Linked DNA regions of Mus musculus: region 2 is linked to region 1. The links are chromatin contacts, called in public Hi-C maps. All regions are on one chromosome and are shown on one strand. The core of a region is the stretch at or near the end of the contact, and the rest is flanking DNA. Distances in the headings are between cores, read along the strand shown.

Region 1 (5,898 bases), core at 1,523-4,022:
TACCAAATTTAGAAAATAAGAGGCAAAGAGACATTGTCAATTCTCATTAGGTCATGAATGAAAGTATGCAAATAACAGCGTGTTGGCAGAGCCAAAGAGACACCACCCTTTACCAACCAACTGTTCTTTAGAATCAGTTATCCAGTAGCTCTTCCTAATGGACCAGCTGAGTTCAGTGGACCGAGCGCTACTCCCCAGATAACATCACGGGATAACCCTGGCATACCTGATCTACAGATACGGTCATGAAAAACATAGATATGGACATAGGGTGGTTAAACACCAAGTTCCCCCAAATCTAAGTAAAACTGTGAAGCTATGAAATGTGAATTTTCCACTGCACTTAGTTTCAGCCCAAGCAAATTCACTGTGAAATAGTATATTTTTAGGCCTAATCCCATGGTGGAAATTATTATATAAAATTTAGGAAAAAAAAGAAAAGAGAAGAAACTCTGATTTTTCAGGAAATCATGGCCAAAGTGAAGAGAAAAAGAAGTTATCCAAATATCAGGAAATAAACAAGACATAGTGGTACAAGATCACTTTAAAAATAGCCTACATTATTTTCACAATGTATACAATAATAAATTTTATACTTATAAAATCTTATTCATCATTTTTTTCTGGTTTGGCCAAAAAACCAATGAATGAATGCTAAATGAGTATATAAAATTACGCACTAAATCTATTTCCATAAGCAATCCCTTTCAGCACAGCCTGTAGATGAGAGATTCTTGGTAATTGATCTGGAAAGCAAAGTATCAGAAATGCTACTTTCATTTCAATCAGTGATTGATTCCCATCTCATGTAGCTGAGGTGAGCCAGCTGGAGCACTCCCCTAAAGGCAGGAGGCTGTCTCCCAGCTCTCCACAGAACGGGCCTCCAGTTTTGTAAGAAGAGATGAGCTAGTTGATCAGTTTGGCCATTGGTTACTTGATTCTATAAGTGTTATTCAACTACTTTTCAGAAAGAAAGTCACAACCTTCAAATCCGAGGAAGGAATACAAGCCAATGCCTTTATAAGAACAGCGAGAAGCAGCTATGGAGCTCGGCTAAGCTTGTCACCCACCTTAATTGCTGGTGTTGCAGCTAAAGTTTTGAACCACTACCTAACTAAATATCTGCAGAAGAAACTGAGCATTTCATCTTCACATGTCTTTTTAAAAGATACCCATACAATGAGTATTTCTAAAAACAATCCTTATTATTAAATAGGAGGCTATACTGAGAAGAGATTTAAAACCCTACATAACTCAAACCATTGAATTGGCTTATATAATTTGGCTCAGTAAATTGAACAGATCTGAAAGGAAATTAAGAACCAAGTACACCACAGAGCATAACACTGAACTTATGTGTCTGCATCTACCCATCTCTGCAGCAAAACACTGACTGCCTGTGCCTTTCTAGGTTTCTCAGACTCAAACCAATAGTTTCCTGATTATAAAAGACTACAGGTCCCAGCTTCCCTTGAAGTTCCAGAAAGGAGGGACCACAGTGTGGAAGCCACTTCTGCCTCTATAAGAAGCCATATTCCACCTTCTGTACAAATGACTAACAGAACTTGCCCCTCATGATGAAGAAACATGGTCCCGCATAAGGTCACAGCACACGGCTCTTCCGTTCTACCTTCTGTGTCTCTATAGCTGCCTTAAGTAATCTATCACAAACAGCACCTGAAAGTTTAGTTAGCAGCCATGAAGCAGTTTGCAGTAACACAGTCTCAGCTGTGAATCTGTTTTCAAAAGGCCACAGGGAGGAGCTATGGGGTTTTTTTGGTTTTTGGTTTTTGGTTTATGGGGTTTTTTTTGTTGTTGTTGTTTTTTGTTTTGTTTTGTTTTGTTTTTGTTTTTGTTTTTGTTTTTTTTGGTTGGTTGGTTGGTTGGTTAGTTAGTTGGTTGGTTGGTTTTTCGAGACAGCGAGGAGTTATGATCCCAAGGTTTGCTCATGTCTCTACCACTGCTGCTGGTTATCTCATGAGCAGCCACTGAGCTATTGTTGCCTTACTGAAAAATAATTGCAACCTTGCTCAGAGGCAGAACTATCTTCTATCATACTCCCAGCACAAAACACGCCCTGGCAAAAACATTTCTGAAGATAATTCAGGAGAGGCAGTGTGATACTCTCGCTGGGGTTGGCTGTAACCTGCAGCCTACTTTACCTCCTCAGTCACCATGGCTTTTACAGATTAACATCTAGAAGGCCTCTCTCTAGTTTCTAAATCCTGACCAGCATGCCTTGTTTTTCCACCTGTCTTCTCAGTGCCTCCTCACCCCACCCCCACCCCCCACAGGAATCATATGTAATTAAATTAACACCTTGCTGTCCTGTTCCTGCTCCCTTCTCTTTATGGTCCAGAGCACCCTGTGACCATCCATCCTTCCCGCACCCACTGCAGCGATCCAGCCATCAATCACCCTTTCATGCTTCTACCCCTGGTTCTGCTTCCTTCGGTTCAGGCCCTCAACTGCACTGGAATACATATCCATAGCCTCAGTTAACCCATTTGATTGACTCTGGTCTCTCTTGTCCTGTTCTGTCTCCTACAGACACCAAGATTTCCTTTCTAAAATCCAGATTCCTAGATGCCACCCAGAGTACCCTCACTGCCTACTGAGAACAGTTAAGTTTAAAAATAACCTTCCTTCCCTGCTAAGGGGGTCCCCAACTCCCTGCACCAGAAATTTCGTACATCTCAGGGAGCTCAAGGCAAACAGGCAAACAGTGGGGGAGCTGGAAAAACCAGGAAAGCAGCAACTGGTCCCTTACTCTGCTCCCAACACCCCACTGTGGCCACTTGGAACTTAACACCCTGCCCAGCTCTTTAATAAAATGCCAGAATGATAATGTTTGCTTAATATGGCAAATGTAGACAAATTCTTATTTTACATATGCAAAGAACGAAGCAACTCAGGAAAGACCAAGTTTTCACCATCAGATTAAGTAGGAAAAAAAGCAGATAAGGCAGGAAGGCAGCAAGTGCGCCATCTGCAGATTCCCCACTATCACTGGAACAAGAGAGGGAGAAAGCAAGAAGGGAGAGAAGCTGTGATTCTGGCTTGGCAAGTCATTAGTGCAGGGAAACAAAGAGACCCTGGGTGGAAGGCACCTTAAAGGACAGGGAAGTGGTCCTATGAAGAGGGAGCTCTGGCTGAGTATTGGTGGCTGCAGGAAGCGCTGGTCCAGCAGGTGTTTCCTTTAGGAATTACAGGGATGCTTCCCAAGGACTCTGCTTTCCAACAGAAGCAGAGCTAGTAGTTCTCCAAGGGAGTGAATGCACTGAGCTCCAGAGGCAGAGGCTTTTTAAAAGCCTGTGAAATCTAATAATACCTTAGAGTTCTACCATGTGGATGCAAGGATGGCAAAGTCTGTGTTCCTTGTCCCTTGACCTTGTAACCAGAAAACATTATACCCATGTTCACAACCCACACACACGCATACATACATGCACACACACGTGCACATACACATGTGCACACACAGACATACATACACACACAAACACACATGACATACACATACAAGACACATGCACACATACACACACTCATACACACAAATATACACATGCACACACATACAAATACACATGCACACACATATATACAAATACACAGACACACACAACACAAATATACATACATACACATATACACACATACACACATGCACACACACACATACTTGCACACACACACATGACACCCCACAGATCCTCACAACTTGCTCCTCTAACACTGAAGTCTCGATCTTCCTGTCCCACATATGCTTGCACACTCACATACACACACATGTGTGTACACACACACACATGTACACAGACACATCACACCCCAATACTCTCTTCCCACAGTGTTCCCTATCTTAATTGATGGCAGCATTATGTCTCTGGTTAGACATCATCCTTGACCCTCCGGTCCCTTCAACACTGAGGTACACTAGATATACATGCTATATCCATCCTGTACTGCCACTGTCTCTTCCTTCGAGGCATTCTTCTCACCTCTCACGATGTTGATCATTACTGCTGTAATCCTGGCCATGAAGCCAGGGTGGCCTTGAGAACATGTAAGTTAGAGCATGGCCTTCGTCCTCAATGCCTAGAGTCACATGAGAAGAGGGAACCTCAATTCACAGGTCAGACTGACCAGTGGCTGTGCCTTTGAGACACTGTCTGGATCGATGATTGATGTGGGAGGATCCAGCTGCATCATCACTAGACTGGACTAATGAATAAGAAAGCTGTCAACATGAGCTGAAGAGGAAGCTAGTACACAGGGTCCTTCCACGGCTTCTGCTTTAGTCCCTGCTTGATTTCCTGCCATGCCTTCCCTCAGTGATGGACTGTGACCTGGAAGTATAAGCCAAGCCTCTTCCTTCCAAGTTGCTTGGGGTCAGAGCGTTTTATCACAACAGAAAGCAAACTAGAAAAGCTTTTCTGTGCTCAAAAATCCTTACATTGCTTCCTATCTCACACAGATAAAGCGAAAACCATCTTTCGTGCAGAACCATATAACTAATAAAGGTTGAATCTATTCGAGGGAGACGGCATCACTGTTTGATCTGTACAAAGTCTGTGGTTATTAGCATCACCACTCACATGCACACACACACGTAAATACACACACACACACATAACACAAATATACATACATACATATATACATGCATACACATAAATGCACACACAACACAAATTCACATACATACACACACATGCACACACACATATAAACACAAACACATGACATACACACATGTACACACATACACACATATGCATACACACATATACCGGCGCGCACACACACACAACACCCCACAGATCCTCACAACTTGCTCCTCTAACAATGAAGTCTCAATCTTCCTGTCCCACACACAGAACACTGATGTGGTGGTAAGAACTGCTCATTTTACAAAGCAAATACCGATGGGAAAAGAAATTAAGACAGAAAAGAGATTCTTTTTTAATATAATGAATACAAGCTGACTTCTTCAGAGACTATTTTTCCATCGTCAGCCAGCTAGTTATGCTGACAGAAGAAAATTTCTGAGTAGCAATAAACTGTGGCTGTCATGGGCTTCCTGGGCCCTAGTACACAGTGATGATACCAATCGAAAGCTGACTCAAATCTGGTGTCCTTGGACATCTTTTTCACAGTTTATTTTGCAGATGCCTACCACTACTTCAAATACTGGTACAGCAGCCACAAAGGATCAAATTTTCCTGCAATTCCTGTACTGCTTTCAAATGTGGATGTGGCCTGGTAATGATGAGCAATCTGTTCCTATACCTGGATAAGTCTTGTCTAAGACAATGGAGATTTTGGGGGACTCCCCAACTCCATGGCTGTGGGAAGCCACATACCCATTACAAGATGGCGCTGGCTACCGCTGGCCACCGCCTGTAAGTTCGACTCTAGCTGCATATTTATCAAAAGATGGCCTAGTCGGCCATCACTGGAAAGAGATGCCCATTGGACAGGCAAACTTTATATGCCCCAGTACAGGGGAACGCCAGGGCCAAAAAATGGGAATGGGTGGGTAGGGGAGTGGGGGGGGGGGAGGGTGTGGGGGACTTTTGGGATAGCATTGGAAATGTAATTGAGGAAAATACGTAATAACGTCCACACATGGCTGCCAGAGTAATGAGAAATGGCAAAGACCAAGGCCAGTCTGATCTGATAACAGTCTAAAGAGATAAATGGAAACTTTCTTCACCTATGACCCAAGTGCAAAACATGCCAGTTCAATCATGAAAAAAATTTACTACTCAAAAAGTATTTGTTTACCCAGACAGTATTTTTTCCTCTCCAAATGTTCTGAAAATCTAATTAGGATAAGTCATAAGTACAAAGGGCAGATCTGGGACAGGAATGAATGGCAGAGCTGAACTT
Region 2 (5,898 bases), core at 1,477-3,976, 96 kb before region 1:
GGGCTACACAGGGCAACATGGGAGACTCTCAAACGCTGATGTATGCTTTTACTGAGGCCCCTTCTCACTCCCTCCGCCCATCTATCCCCCATATGGTTTTGCACCTCTTTCAGGCTCACATACAGGAGTTTCTGATATGAGGTTGTCAACCTGGCCCAGGTGTCACTCATGGGTGAGTCACTCACCCATGACTAGGGACCTCCAGCACGTTAGAAATCCAATTCATTTAGTATTCAAGCTAAACTAACCACTTTTCTTCTATTTGAATCCATGTACTTTATATCTTTAAAACCTACCAACAAAAGAACACATGGCAGCTCTTTCCTTGAAGTTTTAAAGAGCCATGCCACATCCCCTTAAGATTCTCTCATTTATACACAGCAAACACTTTCTTCAAAGTTAATGTTTTCATAAAATTCTCCTCCGATGAGAGGAAAGGTTATTATTGTATATATTTTTTTCAAATGTCTTTACAAAACTCTGAAGAAATATATGTGTCCATGAGCCCTTCATTGAAACTCTGAATAAAGATCAGGACCTCAGATGAGGTTATCCCAGACGGGTTCATGAACCACTTACATTGGGGCCAGACAGTCTATCCAATGAGTCCCGGTCCTTTGTGCTTTTGGTGTGTTTGACTGAAGTGGCATATTTGACCCTCTGGTCAGTATTAGTGAGAAGAAAGCAGAAATAAAATTCAGTACAGAACATGAATGTCCCCCTGCAAACAGGAGGCAACTCCCTGGCCTTATAGACATGAAGGTGACAGGTTGTTTCCAGTGTCAAATAATGAGTCTTTTAGTGAGTCACTGGGATGCAAGGGTGTCTGAACAGTGAGGCACTCCTAGCTTGGTGGAGTCACTGGGTTTGATCTCCAGAAGCACAAGAGATTTAAAGAAAGGAAGATACTGAGTAAATTTAGAAAGAAAAGCAAACAACTTACTATTAAATAATTTCTTTGCTTAGGATGTTAAAAAACAAATCGTTCCACCCCTCCACCACTCCCCTATGCCTAAGGAGTCCTGCTCTTTTTATGTCATGGAAATTATACTCCCAACAACCTATGGGGAACCCATCTTATGATTCCATCTGTAGGCAGAACATTGGAGCATTGCTCAAAGGCACAAAGTGTGAATTTGCAGATATACAAAATAACCAAGTGGATGCCACAATGATACTTTTATTTTACTGAGAATAGCTTACTTTGTGTGTGTAAGCGATGACTGATTCTTTCCCAATTGTATGCAAGATAAAGTATTTGGACTTTTAAACTAAACAACGATATTATAAGACTCATGGTTGGATCATGAGGCTTTTTTCTCTTTTTAACCTATTCACATATTTCATACATCATTGCTTCCTTTACTGTCCTCTGTAAAGCAGTACAGAGCCAAACATCACTCAGAGTCAGGGGAAACTTAGTCCTGAGCTGGCATTTCAGTCTCCCCTGTGTGGTAAAATCCAAGCAGTTGCCTTGCACTAATGCAACCTACAGCTGCCTTTGCTGGATGCAAGCAACACTGCACAATGTGGGGGTCACAGGTGCTGTGTGCAGACTCAAAAAGTATATGGCAGTCACCAAGTGGCAAACTTCAGGCTACTTTCTGAAGTCTGTTCACACGGGGATAACTGCTCTAGGCTGAAACAGATGGCAAATGCTGGTTACTAGAAGCAAGCACTCTATGAGAAAAGAAATGACCAGTAAGTCAATGGTACAGAGAGTAACAGTGTTTCCAAAAGTGCAGGAAGCTGAAAGTCAGATGGTGAGACATCTGGACAACAAGGCTTTGATCTCTGGTCAGAGAAGCTGTATCATATGAGGTGCTCCAATCCTTATGCTGGGCAAGCAGTTTATAAGCACTAGGAAAGGGGCAGAAGTTGCTGTTGCCAATGAGGGTTTGCAAATTGTTTGCATTTGGGCAGGGAAGCCACTCTCAGGACTCAACCAGCATTTCCTACAGACCAGGTGAAAGCCCCTTCATGGCCCCCTCCCCTTGAGCTGCTTTTCATAGCACAGGAGCTATTGAATACTGGCTTCTTGCCAAGTGGCTTTAAGGCGAGATTTGACGAAAATTACCAAGTACACACATCTACCCTCACCTCATTTTCCTTCTTCAGCGACTTCCCAGGCAGCTGTTCAAGAACTACATGTGTCCATTTACTGGATTGAAACAAGCAGCACAAGCATAAGGGGAGCCACACAAAGCATATGCTTTCCCAGCCCATCCTGATTTCCAAAACAGTGGGAGCTTAGCTCCTGGGGATACTGACAGGGCATCAGCTGCTTCTGCTTTGGAGGCAGGAGACCCCCTTCCCAGCCCCCAACCTCCCACACCCCGGCTTACCTGTTTCTTTGTGCTGAACCTCTGCCAGGTGCAAGTCATTCAAAAGGTGCTCCAAGATCTTCTCCGGGGTACCAGACACCACCACATATCTGTCAGAGAGCAGAGAGTCCACCGAGTCATCCTCCGTGGAAGACTGTGAGCGGCTGCTCCATTCATCGTCCTCATCTTCTTCGTCGATGTATTTGAAATAAGGCACATCGAAGGTAGGCAAGGGCAGCTGGCGCTCTGAGAGCGCCGCGGAATCTTTCCTCTCTAGAGGGGGGTCAAAGACCCGCAAGCGGGAGCTGCCCATTGTGAACAGTGCCTAACAAAGGCATCCCCTAAAGGCTATAAGATCTTGCCATCCTTGTCCTTTCACTGGGAACTGAGTCCATCTGGCTGCTAAGAGCTCTGCAGTCAGCTAGAACGCCGCCGGAGAGGCGGAGAGAAAAGAGGGAGGAGGAGGGAGGGTAGGGCAGGCGGCAGAGCGAGCGAGTGAGTGAGAGGGAGCTGGGAAGGGAAGCAGCCAGGGAAGGAAACCTGAGCGAGCGTGCTTGGGCTGCGGGGACTCTCACCTCGCGTCGTTCTCCGCACTCCCTGAGGTGGGGGCTGGGCCACAGCTTGCTACTTTCTTCAGCACCAGCACACTCTGGCCTTGCTCTTTAACCTGAACCATCGTCACTTCATCATCTTGCTTTAATTGTAGATCAGAGTGATGGATGAGAGAAGAAAAGGGGAAGAGAAAATTAAAAAGAAGCCAACTAGCCTCACCTCATTTCTTTAAAGACCTGGAATAAATTAGGAGTGTGGTCAGGCATCTAATAGTACAGAATCTAGGCTCAAGGTCTCTGGAAACACACACACAAAGCCTTAAAGACATAGGATGCTAAAGCAACCTGTGAGTGGGGGAGCAGGAATTAGGATTTGAAGGTTTTTTTTTTTTTTTTTTTTTTTGCTTTTTGCTTTTTTTGTTTGTTTGTTTTCAAGACAGGGTTTTGGAACTCACTCTGTAGACCAGACTGGCCTCGAACTCAGAAATCCGCCTGCCTCTGCCTCCCAAGTGCTGGGATTAAAGGCCCATGTCCGGCGGATTTGAAGATTCTATTTTTAAACCTACCTCCAGGAGTAATTGGATTTAGAGAATAGAACGTTTAAAGTTTCAAAATGTACAGCATACTAGCTGCATTTGTACTACTGTCCTTACCTGGATTGAAAACTACAGCATACCTACTATTAAATACTAAGATAAGGAGTAAAGACTTGCTTTAAACCAGGGGCAAAGGGCTATCCACTGGATCATTCAGGTCAAGCCTCCTCCACCTCCTTCCAATTGTGTTGTCCGCCCCCACCCCCCATGCCTGCACTTCATCTGGACTTTCAAATTCATCAGGTACTTGTTTTACCAGAATACAAGCAAAAATGGATCTCTAGTTAGAATCTCATCCCAGCTGAAGTTCTGACGTCATGGGCCACTGCACTGACTTTCTTCATCTCTGTCCCTTTTAAAAGAGTCTAGGAGCTTAACTATCATTCATTTCTGCACACACAGCTTCCATAGAGCAGAGCCAATGTGTCTGTCTGACCTGGCTCAGTCAGGGGACAGTCCCTGCTGACCCAGCAGTACAGACCCAAGTCTAAGCCATGGGTACAAACTTTCACAGCATTTGCTATAAAACTCTCCCAATGTGTAGCACCCAGTCATAGGAAGACAGCCAGAGTCAGTAAAAGAACATTAAAAGGCAAATAAGAAAGGCTATCTTCTATGTTGCTGATGACTTGGGAAAAAAACAAAACAAAACCCAAGGTTAGAGTAAGAAAAGTTGACAGCTTCCTCTGAAAGATGTCAACTCTTTGCAAAGGAGCTCTGTGCTAGCTAGCACCGTTCTGCTGACAAGATCCTACCTATAACTAGGTGCAGACACAGAGAAGGATACCCTGCTCTCTTTCCTGTGTGGATAAAAGGAGCCTTATCGTGTGCTGTGCTGTGTAATTGCTTCTATAGGCCCATCACTGATCAGTGTATTTATTCTCTTTTTAAAAGACTAGAAAGGTACCAATATCAGCAAATCACCCACAGAAAAATGAGACTGTGTCCTCAACCCCTAATTTCTAAGAAAATGTAAATCTTCCTGGATTTTTCTTTTAAAAAAGGCAAACAATATTGGTGATCCTGGAAAACAGCAGTATAATTGTATGTTCATTCTTTTAAGATCTCGTATGGACAAATAATTTTGCTATGTAGAACTGATGTATTATGTTTCAGCAAGGTCAGACACATGGTGTCTGTGGCAATTAATGCTGGATATTCATTGTTCAACTCCCCAAGGAGGCCAGTGTGACTCCTGTAACATGAATACCAATGTGTAATTGCTATCTTTTCATTTCTCCAAAGCAGTTCTTTTGTTATCCATGTGGCTGAAGTGAACTAAAGTGGCTGGAGAGAGGGGCATACATGGTGCAAAGGTGGGGGGGGGGGGAGAAGAAAGCTGGTACGAGACACGTGGAATCAGACAAATAATTCTATTATTTGAAAGAACAGATGTGAGAAGGCAAAGTCTTTCCCCAGCTCCCTCTAATCGTAAGCCAATATTCATCTTATATGAGCCACTGTCATTCTGAAGTACATTTTACATCCTATGTGCATGTGATATATGGCATTATTAACTTCTGCAGGCTGCACACATACATATGGATGGGCAGGACTTTGCTAATGTCTGTGTAAGTGATATGTATGACATGGCTGTGCACACAGCAGTCATACTTTACTGGGCAGGAGAATAGCTGAGTCGGATTGATATACTATCAATAGCATCTTATGCCACTGTAATAGGTTCCATTTGGAACCTGTTAAAAATAAGGGAGAGGAGAAGCAGAAAAATCAATGAGCAAGGGAAAATGTAAATTATTGAAACCTGCTGTGAAAACAGAAGACTCCCTTGTGTTATAACCGTCTATGAAGGAGGACTAAATCGATGCACCCGAATCTCGGCATCTGTCCCCAGTTCCTTTTCCCGAAAAAGAGGAAACAGCACCATCGAGCTGGGGCATTAAATCTTTATTTCAGAAATTGCTAGGGTAAAAATAAGAATTAGGACTAATGGTGGAAAATATGTTCAATGACAGATCATCCTTGAAACAGAAGCATTAAAACTTGTAATTGACAGTTGTTATGCAGCAAACAAAGAGGGCCTCCTTTGGGTAGGACACCCTGCTGGACAGTAAGTAGCAAGCAAAGAAGACAAACTCTGCTCTGAACTAAGTTATCTGGTACCAGGAAATCAGAAGCACAGCTTGGTCACATCCTCAGGTGATGCTAAGGGCAGGGGACCAAGGCAAGTGGAAGCCACGGGGTTTGGTGGTCAAAGATAAGTGGCCTAAGAGACTGAGAATGACAGCTGATGTTTGAGTATTGACAGGATGGAATACTGTAGATATTTACCAGGCAGTTAGAAGGAAAACACAGTTTTTTGCACAAAGGCCAAGGATAGAGACAAGTTTGTTAATAATTCAGATCTTGGCAGTTGATAAAGTTAAGGGAGAAAGACAAGTGTGGAAACTAGGAAATGAGATTTAA

What was found. A called contact is a pair of places that touch in the nucleus more often than the background predicts.
Region 2: a Hi-C map of rod photoreceptor shows a contact between it and region 1, with 2.1 times the contacts expected there. The contact joins two enhancer-like sites. A contact is called at or near these places in 1 of 39 promoter capture datasets (hippocampal neurons), 6 of 484 Hi-C or Micro-C datasets (bone marrow-derived macrophages, cerebral cortex, differentiating embryonic stem cells and 2 more), 5 of 115 datasets of contacts at active chromatin or transcription factors (embryonic hindbrain, embryonic stem cells, microglia and 1 more) and 3 of 9 other capture datasets (adipose tissue, liver and pancreatic islet).

Annotation. Positions count from the first base shown.
Region 1 is chr12:117,589,290-117,595,187 of GRCm38.p6, reverse strand. All of the region lies in intron 5 of Rapgef5 (Rap guanine nucleotide exchange factor (GEF) 5), which reads right to left. Among named protein-coding and RNA genes, the nearest start is that of Rapgef5, 58 kb to the right of the region's middle. Within about 2 kb of position 2,772, at least 16 of the 459 cell types and tissues checked have an H3K27ac peak or open chromatin away from gene starts, as enhancers often do. A contact at or near this core is called in differentiating embryonic stem cells and rod photoreceptor, where this site is marked.
Region 2 is chr12:117,685,684-117,691,581 of GRCm38.p6, reverse strand. Rapgef5 (Rap guanine nucleotide exchange factor (GEF) 5) reads right to left here. Exons shown (of 26, transcript NM_001373989.1): 10 at 2,900-3,018; 11 at 2,346-2,434. Among named protein-coding and RNA genes, the nearest start is that of Rapgef5, 150 kb to the right of the region's middle. Within about 2 kb of position 2,726, at least 135 of the 459 cell types and tissues checked have an H3K27ac peak or open chromatin away from gene starts, as enhancers often do. A contact at or near this core is called in differentiating embryonic stem cells and rod photoreceptor, where this site is marked.